Regions from separate parts of the Sus scrofa genome. Here regions 1 and 2 are each linked to region 3. Evidence: chromatin contacts called from public Hi-C data. All regions are on one chromosome and are shown on one strand. Each heading gives the region's core, a stretch centred on a gene start, on an enhancer-like site or on the middle of the called end of the contact. The rest is flanking DNA. Distances are from core to core; before and after follow the strand shown.

What was found. A called contact is a pair of places that touch in the nucleus more often than the background predicts.
Region 1: a contact with region 3 is called in a Hi-C map of skeletal muscle, with 4 times the contacts expected there. The contact joins the promoter of FAM214B here to the promoter of TESK1 in region 3. A contact is called at or near these places in 3 of 5 promoter capture datasets (fetal liver, fetal skeletal muscle and liver), 9 of 47 Hi-C or Micro-C datasets (embryonic fibroblasts, heart right ventricle, liver and 5 more) and 2 of 2 datasets of contacts at active chromatin or transcription factors (alveolar macrophages and skeletal muscle).
Region 2: a Hi-C map of skeletal muscle shows a contact between it and region 3, with 5 times the contacts expected there. The contact joins the promoter of VCP here to the promoter of TESK1 in region 3. A contact is called at or near these places in 4 of 47 Hi-C or Micro-C datasets (heart right ventricle, liver, mesenteric adipose tissue and 1 more) and 1 of 2 datasets of contacts at active chromatin or transcription factors (alveolar macrophages).

What each region holds. Positions count from the first base shown.
Region 1 is chr1:235,905,826-235,909,968 of Sscrofa11.1, reverse strand. It overlaps FAM214B (protein FAM214B), which reads left to right and starts at 2,827. Exons shown (of 9, transcript XM_013986310.2): 1 at 2,827-2,914.
Region 2 is chr1:235,866,625-235,870,951 of Sscrofa11.1, reverse strand. It overlaps VCP (valosin containing protein), which reads left to right and starts at 1,346. Exons shown (of 17, transcript NM_214280.1): 1 at 1,346-1,533. The coding sequence starts at 1,517.
Region 3 is chr1:236,339,059-236,343,083 of Sscrofa11.1, reverse strand. TESK1 (dual specificity testis-specific protein kinase 1) reads right to left here and starts at 1,924. Exons shown (of 10, transcript XM_003121984.4): 1 at 1,400-1,924; 2 at 1,154-1,275; 3 at 988-1,036; 4 at 330-476. The coding sequence starts at 1,624.

The sequences.
Region 1 (4,143 bases), core at 1,578-4,077, 430 kb after region 3:
TTAAGGACCAGGTGTTGTCACTGCTGTGATGTGGGTTCAATCCCTGGCCCAGGAACTTCCATATGCCACAGAGACAGCTGAAAACAAACAAACTACCTAACCACCGCCAGAGCCTGGAGCCACTTTCACCTTCTGCGATAGACCACATTCTGCCTATGCAAAGTATATCTCTCCAAATAAATCTGCTTTCACTTTACTATGGCTCACTATTGAATTCTTTCCTGGGTGAAGCCAAGGACCTTCACTTGGTAGCCTATCCTAGGAACTAGGCTAAGACTTGGGACATGACCATTCTCTTGAACCCCATTCTCCTCCTACAACATAAGGTAGCCTGAAAATGTCTGCAAAATTAGGATAAAATGTCACATAATTTATACAGCAAAGCAGAAGAAAGAACACTTATCTCCTCAAGAGAAAAAAGCTGCATATCTTTTTTGTTTTTTGGGGTTTTTTTTTTTTTTTGGTTGTGCCTATGGCATGTGGAAGTTTTAGGGCCAGCGATTGAACCTACACCACAGCAGCGAAATTAGCTACTGCAGTGACAATGCTGGATCCTTAACATGCTGCACCACGGGAGAACTCTGGGGCTGCACCTCTTAATAATCTCCTACACATTTCCAAAGAGACCTTTGTTTAAAAATCTAGAGATTATTTGATCCACAACCTTGAAGATATCTCTATATTGTTAGAACTAGAGGCTAGACTTGGAGTTCTCATTGTGGCACAGTGGGTTAAGAATCTGACTGTAGCAATCTGGGTCCATGCAGAGGTATGGGTGGGTACATCCGGCGTTGCTGTGGCTGCAGCTGCAGCATAGGTCAGAGGTGTGGCTCAGATTCAATCTCTGGCCTGGGAACTTCCATATGCCACAAGTGTGGCTGTTAAAAAACAAGAGGGAGTTCCCATTGTGGCTCAGCCTGACTGGTATCTGTGAGGGACCCCTAGTCTCATTCAGTGGGTTAAGGATCCGTTGCCATGAGCTGTGGTGTAGGTTGAAGACATGGCTTGGGTCCCACCATTGCTGTGGCTGCGGCATAAGCTGGCAGCTGCTGCTCAAATTCAACCCCTAGCCTGGGAAATTCCATATGCCACAGGTTCGATCCTAAAAAGCAAGCAAGCAAACAAACAAAAAAACAAAGTTCTGAGCCAAACACAGTGACCTCAAACTTTGAGCTTTTTTCACTACACAAAACCCTTCCAACTTTACTCTCTCTAGGATTATACAGGTATTTGTATGATGATACAAACAAACAAGCCACATCAGGGCAGAAAAATTTTGTTTCTTTTTCACTTTTTGCCTAGCACACCATTTGGTGTTCAGTAAAAAGCATCTTAACGACTCACAGAAAGAAAGTCACAGGGACCTAAAGAATCTGAGACTTAGAGAGAAATTTAACAGGTCTGATCCTTCATAGTCCTCAGCACTGCCAACTCCACAGAGAAGCTCTGAGTTCTGCAAGGGCCCTGTGCTGCCATCTACCGGTAGCTGGCAAGCATCGACTCCCCATTGCTATCTCCAGAACCCAAAGGGTTGCGGGAAGTTGGAGAGTAGAATCAAACGCTAATTAAATTACAGAAGTGTAAATGTCACATAGTTTTTGTTTTGTTGTGTTTTGTTTTGCCTTTTTTTTAAAGGGCCGCACCCACGGCATATGGAAATTCCCAGACTACGGGTCAAATCAGAGCTGCCGCAGCTGCCAGCCTACACCACAGCCCACAGCAACACCAGATCCTTAACCCATAGGATTGAACAAAGCCAGGGACTGAACCTGCATCCTCATGGATACTAGTCGGGTTAGTTACCGCTGAGCCACAACAGAACTCCTGTCACATAGTTGATTTGACACGTGCAAAGCAAAGGCTCTACTTTTCTTCAGTGATTGCAGGCTCCCCTTACTCTGTAGTAACACTTAGGCTCATGAATTTCACAGACGACTCTCTGACCTATCTCTACAGGTACACATCTGACTCTTACTTCTTGTCTCCCAGAATTCAGACTCTCTTGAACAGAGTAGGCTGCAGAAATTATTCATCCTCACAGAGTTGAGACCCCGTCAACCAGATTTGCGCATTTTTACAGAACCCTGAGACCCCTTGTGCTACTTTGCAAGTCCCACAGACCTCCCCCATTAAGGCAAATACACGCGCTAACGCAGACGGCTTCACTAAGAGGCTCAAGTTCCGCAGGCTGCTCACACCAGCGCAAAAGCTTGAGAGGGCCTCATTCAGGCTCGGCGCCTTCAGGCTAACGCTTTGACCCTGGCTCTGGCTCCCCACCTCCAGCCTAATCCGGTCAGCCTAGGCCTCACACAGAGGGCACATGCCCCGCCCATCTAAACCTGTCATCACAGAAGCCGCACGTGGCCGGGGTGGGACCTCAGGCGACCTGCAGCCATCACTTTGTCTCCTCCACCATCCATTGGGACCACCACCACCAATCAGAGCCAGCGGTTCCCGGCTGGAGAGCGGGCGCCGGGGTGAGGCTAGTGGGAGAAGGGGCGGGGGGAGAAGAGGCTCAGAGATCTGAGGGGGCTAGCGTTGGAAAGGAGCTTGGCACCGGTTCTGCCAGGCTGGAATCCGAGTGGGCGGGTCCTAGTGACAAGCAAGGAGACCAAAAAGGGGCGGGGATTGGAGGGGACGACGGGCAAGCAGTGTTCAATGGGGAGACGCCGAGAAGACGAGAAGGGGCGGGGCCTTAGAGGGGGCGGGACCTGTATTACAGGGGAGGAGCCCCAGGAATTACAGAAACTAGGAAAAAGGACAAGCGGGGTGGGGGGGGAAGGTGGGAGGTGGGACAGGGGGAGGGTGGGTCTTGTCGTTGCGGGGGCGGGGCTCGCACCAAAGGGGCGAGGTTTGCCGGAGGAGGCTGCAGCTGGGGCAGCTGTGTAACTGCCCCAATCCACTACCTCCCCAGGTGCAGCGGGACTCACGGAACTGCAGGTGTGGGGTGGGGTGCGTGTGGAAGAAGGGACAAGGACCGGGGTGCGCTTGGGCAGACATGAGGAGGTGGGGATCGCTTTAGGGAAGGAGAGAATTGGGAGAAATGCTGGGGTAGGGTGGAGTAAAGCAGAGTTAGGGGAGGAGCTGGGGCTCACTGTGTGGGCTAGGAGGTGCATTCTCCGGTAGCCCTTGTGGGGGAGGGGCGGGAGTGCTTTGTGAGGGTGGGAAGTACTAGGTAGGGGGTGAAGTCTTTATCTTGAAGTGGAGGGTTGGAGAAGATACTTGAGGAGGAGGGACTCTGAAGGAGCTTAGGGGGAAAGGGAAGAGGGGGTGTTGTGTGATGGAGAAGGGCTGGTGGTCCAGAGTGTGGGAGGGACAGATGGCCTGTGTGGAGGAAGAAGGGATGGGGCTGTGGGCACTCTGCGAAGGGAAGGGGTTGCAGGCCCCAGCTGGGGAGGGAAGAACCCCTAGTGCTTTGAGAAAGTGTGGGGGCATTATAGAGATTCCAGGAAGATGTTTGTGTCCTGTGTTTTAGGAATGAGGGTGATGAAATTGCTGGGGTGAAGAAGCCCGTCTGCAGTGCTCCTGGCTCCTCAACTCCTAACTCCACCTTCAGGCCTGAGCACTCTTAGAGAGGATCTAGGCCCCACTTGCCACTAGGGCTTGTGCGACCTTCTCAGGCAGCTCTGGATCTGTCTGGCTGAGTCTGGGTTTTTTGGTTTCTTTTTTTCCCCCTTCGTTGGTGTCTCTGGGGACCCTTCCCCCATTCTGTTCCTGTTAACCCCCCACTCTAGTTCCTGTTCCTTCTAGAAGCTTGCCTTGGTCCCTGTCTTCCCCCACCTCCCCCACTTTGCTCTGCCCTTATGTTCTGGGTGTGCTCATTTCCCACTTCCTTCCTCGCCCTGGGGCCTGGCCCGGTCCTTGCATGTCTAGGAGCTGTGCCTGCCCCAGACTTTGTACTCAGTGGCCAGAGACCTAATAATTAGCAGCAAGGCCCAGACCCCACCCTCACTACTACCAAGGTCTTTCCCAGCAGGCCCCCAAGTGAATGGTAGACACATTTTTACCACTTGCCACAAATGAAATTTCCCCACACTTTTCCTTCTCCTGGGTAGGTAACATTGCGACCGTCAAAAATTCTGGGTGTCTGTAGGAGGGGAAAATAATAAGTACTAAGGGTCTTTGATGCATGTTTGGAGAGGT
Region 2 (4,327 bases), core at 97-2,596, 470 kb after region 3:
AGGGCTACAGGAATCCTTACTCAGGAATCAGTGCCTTTAGTCCTTCTTGCCAAAAAGGCGAGTACCCCTGCAAACCCAGGATCCTAGGTGAGGCGACAGAATGAGTGGAGTTAGGTAGGTCTGGAAGGTGATTCTTAGAAGGAAGGGACAAGCAGACCTCTGAGTCTGTTAGAATGACACCTCACCCCCTCCCTAATCCAAATTTGGGATTCGATGGTCTTAGTCAAATGTGTCTCTATGGTTAGAGGGTAAAGGATGAATTAAGTCACCATACCACCAAAGCTGCCTGTTGAATATAGTCAGGGCAAGCTGGCATTTTGGGTCCAAGGTCATCAAGTCTCAGCAATGTTTTTTTTTTTTTTTTCTTCTGCTTTAGGCTCTATTGAATCTGTTTGTGTTCTGCGGTTGCTATTTTTTTTTCCTTTTTTTTTTTTTTTTGGCCTCGCCCATGGTAGGCATGCGGAAGTTCCTGGTCCGGGGATCGAACCTCTGCCACTGCAGTGACCCAGGCCCCTGCAGTTATAACGTGGGTCATTTAACCTGCGGAGCCACAAGAGAACTACCTGTGGTTGTCTTTTGATTCCTCTTCGGAATTGAGTGTCCTTTGCATAGCTATTAATATTAATACCCAATGGTAAGAAGGAGCACATACCTCCAAGCCCTGCGGAACTATAAAGCTTGTGGGATTAGGATTACCAGAGGGTGTAATGACAACAGGGAAGAGTGGATTAAGAGCTGGAATGCTAGCCAAAGAGTCCGGAGTAGAGGTGGCTGGAGCCAGCGTTTTGAAGGAGCAAGGAGAGGGGTTAGAGTGCATACTCAGGTTTTGGAAGAAAATGGGTGTGTGGGTTATCACTACAAAAGGACTAGACTAATACAAGGGTTCAATCCATTGTGCCAGGTTCTTCTAGCCGGATAAACTCAGGAGCCAATGAACTGGAGCCAAGTGGGAGAGTCAGCCTCCCAGGGTTAAAGGCTCTCCTTTCGCCAGTCGATCTGGCCCCATTCCTTTCGTTGATTGGTCGAGAGTCCCAATCCGTCGAGGAAGCGTAGCGTTGCGGCCAATTGACGTGGCGTTACTAGGCGTGTTGCATCCCTGAGGCGGGAGCCGGGCCGCAAGCGAATTTCCTGATTGGCTCTGGTCCGCGGGTTGCTGGGGAGAGGAGGCACGGAGAGGCGGGCGGGAGTACCCAGGGCAGGCGCTGATTGGCTGAGTTGTGAGCACCTCTCCTTCCGATGATTCGGCTCTTCTCGCCTCAGTCTTCGCAAAGCGTCTGCAGCCGTCGTTTGAGTTGTCGCTGCCGCTGCCCCCTCGCGGATCAGGCGCTAGCGTCCCCCGCCCGCTTACCGCCCTGGTGCCTCTGGGAGGAAGCGAAAGGGAGGCCGTCTGCGGGTTTGTCGTTGCCGCTCACCCTCCGCCCGGGAGAGCCGAGCACCGGCCGAGTCGGTCGCCTGCCACCCTTCGTAGCCGTTACCTGCGGGCCGCCACAGCCGTTGGCCGGGAGAAGCGCGCGCCATGGCCTCCGGAGCTGAGTGAGTGTGTGCGCGCCCCCCGTCCTCCCGCTGCGAGTGCGCGCACTGGGAGATCCCCTGCGTTGGGTAGGCCCGGCCAGGCCTGCTTGTGGGCGCGTCTAGGAGGTGGAGACAGGGAAGGAGGGAGACGGAAGGAGAGGAAGGGGGCGAATGAGGAGCCGCGGACCCCGCTGGGCCCGGCCGCGCACCCGTGCGCCCCCTAGGCGGGGCTTGCTTTGGGCCTGGGTCGGGGCCTGGGCCGGATCGTGCTGTGTCATGCAGGCCCGGGGCGGCCTGATTGGCTCCTCTCGAACGGCTGTCCTGTCCTAGTGAGGTCTGAGGGCCCACGCTGCCGGCACGGAGCCCCGGGGCCTTGGGGTGTCCACCTGCGATCCAGTCTGCCACCCGTTGTAGGCCTTTGGTCCCCGGAGAGTGCAGGCCACTTGGGCCTGACGCCCTAACTGGGCCCGGTGGGCGTGGACTTTGAGCCACGTGAAGGCCTTAGGAGCCGGGAGACCGAGACCGAGGAGGAGGCCGGAGCAGTGCAAGGCCGGGCGAGCTCAGGGGAGCTCCCGACGGCCCTTTTGGATCCGGGTGGGTCTGGCCCGTGGTTGGCATCCTCTACGACCTGAGTAGTGAGAGGCTGTTACCGAGAGGGCGGGCCCTGCCTTTCCCATCTGGCCTTCTTCATACTTTATTATTCCTGTTTTATTCATATGGGAAGGCTATAGTCAGTTTTCAATAATGTTAGGAAGTGGGGTTCATTAGGTTCTTGCTAAAATTCGAATCTCAGTTCGTATTTTGTGGGCCTTTCTAGATTTCAGCCTTTTGTGGTGTGAAGGTTAGAGTTGCCCTAACTTCTCAAACACACACAGCCTTTTACCTATGTGGAGAAATCCTGAGCTCTCTATTCCTCAGGAAAGCATCAGATAAAACCTGGCTACCTCTGCCCATTTTAGAATCAAGAGCTTTAGATACTGGGGGAGTTGGGGTGGGGGAGGAGAACACTGCCATCCTATGGAAACTCTTCTATGCAAAGCACCTTCCAGACTTGAAAGTTCAGTTTTTTGAGGTGTTCCTTTTTTTCAAGTTTCTGAACCGAGGTGAAGTATTTATTACTGAGGCGCCTATTGAAAAGGGCTGCTTATTAATACTTAAAGTACCCTCTTTAGTTTCCAGTACTAAAAGTCGAAAATTCTTAGAACCTGGCATCATAGACAGTTTATCTCTAGGTCATCTTGATGACTCTTAACTGAACTCTGTCCACGCCCCCTGTGGCCCACTGGGGTCCTGGAAGAGGGCCTTGACTCATGCAGGAAACCAGAGGAAGGTCCCCAAAGAGCCTCCAGGACTGTTGTCAGCCCATGATCAAGCTGACTTCCCTTGTTTAGAGGTTACCTCTTTCGATCTCAGGGGACAGATGTAGAATTAAAGGTCTTTACTTTAAGGGCAGAACATATCAGTCATCTCCAGTGCTGGGCTCAGGAGTGGTAGGCAGATTGGAGGTTTTCCTAGAATACAGCTTTGGGGTTAGAATACAAACTCTGATGACCAGAGGCAACTGGTATTTTATTTCTCTAACCCTAATCCTATACATCCAACTGGAAGATGGACAGCCCTTAGAGGGTATTTTGATGCATGGAGGAGAGGGAGAATGGATGGATTTAAATTGCCCTCGACTCTCACATTGACCATGTTTGCTCTCCAGGGTGTTTGTTGATAAGCATTGGAAGAGTATGCCTACTCTGCAGCATTGTGCCTAACACTTTTGCGCTGGGGAGGCAAGTTTAAGCTGAGGAAATGCCACTTTTGGAAACTAGTTTAAAGCAAATGAGTAAAGGGGCAACCTATGTGAGAAGGTCAGCAGAAAGGTTACAATTTTTTTTTAGGTGAATGGGATTTGTATTTCTTTTGAGTGTATCAAGACCAAAAGATGTAAATGCCTCATAATTTCTTACCTGGTATTTTAAAGCATAGGCATCTTTTTTTTCTTGCAATATTTCCAATAGAAATACTGTTTTGTCTTGTTTTGTTGACTGAAAATCCCCAGATCCTAGAACAGTGCCTGACATGTACATATACTTGTTAATTTTTTGAGTGGAATGGTCTCTTTTTTATTTATTATTTCTTTACATCATCCATTGGCTCGCCTCCTTTTGGTTAATGCGCAAGTTTTCCTGAGCCCTACTAAGAAAAGGTAGCTCTTCAAAAGGAGAGCCCTCTGTGACTCGTTATGAAGGTTGGAGATGAGGCAAGTGAGAAATAGGTGTCAGGAGAGTGATCTTAGCTTCTAGGAAATGATAAAAACCATTTAGACAAATTTTATTTATTTATTTTGGCTGTGCTTTTGGCATGTGGACAGGCCAGGGTTCAAACCTGTGCCATAGCAGTGACCCAGACCACTGCAGTGACAACACCAGATCCTTAACCCTCTGTGCTATAAGGGAACTCCTGTTTAGACAATGTAAACTGAGTTCAGACTTAGGCAACCTTCATTTGGGTGAGAGGATTTTGATTTGCCCCATGTCTCACATTTCTTGGTATTGACTTTTTTTTTTTTGTCTTTTTTTTTAGGGCCACGCCCTTGGCATATGAAAGTTCCCAGGCTAGGGGTCAAATGGGAGCTGTAGCCGCTGGCCTGTGCCACAGCCACAGCCACAGCACCACCAGATCCAAGCCACATCTTCAGCCTACACCACAGCTCACGGCAATGCCAGATCCTTAACCCACTGAACAAGGTGAGGGATCAAACCTGTGTCCTCATGGATGCTAGTCAGTTTCATCTCCTCTGAGCCATGACAGGAACTTCTGGTTT
Region 3 (4,025 bases), core at 675-3,174:
ATATCGCATCCATACATGCCCATCACGTTCGGTTCTCTGATCTCCCAATATACGCCCCAAAGACCTGTCACTTCAGAATAATCCCAGCCCTCTCTAATCTTCCAGTTTGCCAATGCTCCCCCATCTTTCAACGTCATCCATCACTCCAGAAACAGCACGATACTCAGTCCCTCAGAGCACTCCCCCTCATCCCAGTCCTCCCCTCTTTCCAATGTCTTGCTACTCCAACATCCTGATGTCTATTACCCACACTCTAATATTCATGGGCTAGTTACAATCTAATAAATCTCAAATCTCCTTTCATGCCCCCACCCACCTGGCCAGCCTACCTTGGAGGTGAGGTCTCGATGGAATACACCTTTGGCATGCAGGTACCGCAGGCCCCGGGCGATGTCCAAAGCCAGGCGGAGCCTGACAGGCCAGGATAGGGGTTCAGGGGAGCTGAGCAGCTGTTCCAGAGTCCCCCCATTCATATACTGGGTCACAGGGGTAGGAGAAGGGGAATGAATGTCAAGATTTCAGTCAGTAGCCTAGGTCTCCCACTTTTAAGCCAGGGGACCCAGGAGGATCACAAAGTCAGGAGGGTGAGTCTGCTCTAGGGCTCCTCCATTCATATCCTGAGCCTGTCCTGTCCCATACACACGCACAACTATTTAAATTTAAACAAAATGGAACATTCAGTTCCTCAGTCACACTAGCCACATTCCCAGGGATCCTTAGCCACATGTGGCTAGTGGCTGTGGTTTTGGACAGCGCAGATATAGAACATTTTCATCTTTGCAGGAAGATCTATTGGACAGCACCGTTCTAGAGGATATAAAGGACGGGACCAGCTGAGGCCTTTTATTTGTGGTTTGCCTAAAGGGAAGTTCAGGAAAGCCTCCCCTGGGAGGACGTCCTGCTGCCCCTCATTATTCGTCTGTAGATGCACCAGGCCGCTGACTCGCCCCTTGGTGGTGGGGTCCCCCCTTGCTGGTTCATCCTCACCTCTGTAAGAGCATGCAGCTGTCCCTGGTGCACACAGACCCCCATGAACCTGGAAGAGGATGGGAAAGACAGCAAGGTAGTCTGGAAGAGTCCCGGCCCCTGGACAGTTCCCACTTTTCCCGCGGGATCTTTCCCCCTCCCCCAGCAAGCGGTTGGGGCCGCTCACCTTAGGATGTTGGGGTGCCGAAGTCGGTTCATCAGCTGCACCTCCCGTAGCGTGTTTCCCCGGTTACTGGGGAGTCTGTTCATTTTCAGCACCATGACTTGCCCTGACTGTCGGTGCCGAACCTGGGGGCAGCAGGGGCTGGCGAGTCCCGCGCAGGTCGGGCGAAACGCCAGGGTCTGGGCCCCCTTGTCCCAGCCTCGCGTCTAAGGCTCGGTCCCGCCCCTCTGCCCTCTCTGCTGGTCCTACCTTGTAGACCTCAGAGAAGAAGCCGGCCCCGATCTTCTCCGCGCAGTGGAAATCGTCCACGCGTGCCAAGCTGGACACCGCGCTGCGGAGAGCCCGGTAGGAGGAGGGGCGGCCCCGGCCCGGGCCTCCGCCCGCGCCCCCCGGCCCCGGGGGCCCCTCCCCCGGCGCCTCTCCGGGCCCGGGCCCGGGCCCAGGGCCCCGCAGTGGGGGCCGTTCCCCGGCCATGGCCGGGCCCCCCAGCCCGGGCCTGCCTCACATGGCAGGGTTCCCGGGGCCCGGGCAGGCCGCGCTCGCCATGGGTGCGGGCCCAGCCGGATCCGGGGCGCCGGAGCTCCCACTCCCTCTCCCGCCCTGGAGAATGGAAGATCTGCCGAAGCTCCTGGGCCCGCCCCCGCCGCGCCGGCTTGCTGCGCCCGGGTGGACGCCGCTCCGCTCGGCTCTGCGCAGGGCCTGGGCCTGGGCCTGGGCCGGGCGGTGGCGGTGGCGCTCCCGGGCGCCGGCGGGCAGGCGGGGGTACTCCCCGCAGGCGGAGGCGGGCGGGCGGGCGGGCGGCGGCTGCTCCACTTCGCCGCTGGGGCTCAGGCTCCGCGGCCTGCCGGGGGCGGGGCTGAGCCGGGCCTCTGCTTAACTCCTTCGAGCCCGCCTCGGGGCAGCGGCCACGCCCCCTCAGGTGCGCACCCCGCCACCAGTGGCCGGGACGCCCTAGGCTAGTGGGTCTGAGAAGTCGGGGTCAAAGAAGTTAAAGCCAAAGCTAAATAACGGAAGGGAATTAATGGCTCATTGTGCGTATGCGCAGCTCAAAGGTCTTTTAGCTGCCGTGAGAGCCCTTTCTCCCCTCCCTCCCTCGGGTCTCTGTCTTTTGAGGGCCAGGCTCTGGAAGCCGCCGGACTCCTGGACTCCATGGACAGGCAGGGTAGAAAAGTAGACCCCTCTGGTCCCGCCACAATCGGGGCAGCAACCTACCCACCTGCCCAGCCTCCGCCCTGGCCGAGCCTGCCCATTTCCCAGCTCTCGACCCTTACACTTTAAACCTCCGACTCCCTGACACTTTGTACCTTCCCCGGAGGTTGTGACGCCCCAGAGCTGTAGTGAGCCCTTGGCCAGCCCATTCCAGGTGTGGCCCCAAGTCCTGCTCACTCCATCCCGCCTCTCGCGAAAAAAGTTTAGATTCAGGGGCTTCTGCGCACTGACCACACAGCCTGGAGCCTCCTCTTACTATTTCGTCCACATGCCCTTCTTTCTCAAAAGAGAAGTCTCCACCTGTAGGGAAATATCCCACCCCTTGGCAAAACCCCGCCCCTCAAGGAGCCCTCCCCCTCAGAGAACCAACTCTTTCCTCAGTGAGAGTCTCTCCTTCAGAGGAACATCTCCGCAATGTGACCATGCCGCCAACAGTGTGTGCCAGAATCCCTCAGTGCGACACCCCTCCTCTGTCCGTCTCGCCCTTCCAGGGCGAACCCCACCTCTCAGAGCGATTCCACCCGTCATTGTGACCCCTCCTCTCAACGTGACTCCTCCCCTCGGTGTGGCCCAGCCCTCATCAGTGTGACTCTCCTAGGCAGGTACCGCCCCGCATTACGTAGGAATCCGATCTGCCCCCTCAGGCGAGAGGAGGATCTGCAGCCGGCCTCTAAAGCGGCGCGGCACCCTGAGTGCGCACGCACCGTCTCAGGACCCTGTGCGCATGCCATACCCAGCGTTTTTGGTTCTCCGCTGGCTCCTCCCCGTCCCGGTCATCGGCGGAATAGCCAATCATCGACGGGGGTGGGTGACGTCGCTCGATCCTGGAGTCCTGTCTAGGACGAGAGGTTGGGGACGTCAGTGAGCCTTTTGCCCCCTAGCGGCGGAGTGGAGGGCGGCGTGGTGGAGGCTGCGGGCCTCAGGAGTGAGAAAGGATGCCAACGAACTTGAGGCAACGTGGCTGAGTTCTCTTCAAGAATTCTAAAAGTACTATATTTCTATTTCTGTGGAAATCTAAAAAGAAAATTAATATACGCACAGTCCACATCCGTGTGGGTGACCGACTTCTAATAGAGTCTTGTCCCATTTTTGTGGAGAGTTGGAGCCACCAACTGTTTGTCAAGAGCTAATGAGAAAAGAAAAAGGAAGTCTTAAATTATAAATAATAGTGCAGTGGGGTCGAGAGAGGCCAGGTGCTGTCACAGTACAAGGGAAAGTTTCACACAAGTTTAAGGAGAAAACAAGAGAGATTCACAGTCCTTCCACAGCCAGTGGAGACAAACCAATCTTGAGAACCATCTGTGCCATGTGCATTGTAATTCATTCTTCCCGAGGCAGTTTGGTCTCAGCAAAACAAACTCATTCGTCACATTAAATGTTAACATCTACAACTATTTAATTTGTAAGTGTCCTTTCTATAGTTGTATAAGATCTATAAACACTAGGAATTTACGCCTCATTTTTTTGAAGTAATATAATTTAATTGGCCCGTGTCTGACCCTTTATCCAAGTTTAAGAATATCTATAGTTGTTAATAGTGATTCCTAGCAGAGGCGCCACGTTCCTGTTTTAGACAAATGATGATTGTTGTATGGAGGTGTGGAGACCGATTAGGAAGGAGGCTCTGGCAAGTCTTCAGTCAGGAGGGCATGAGGAACTCAACTAG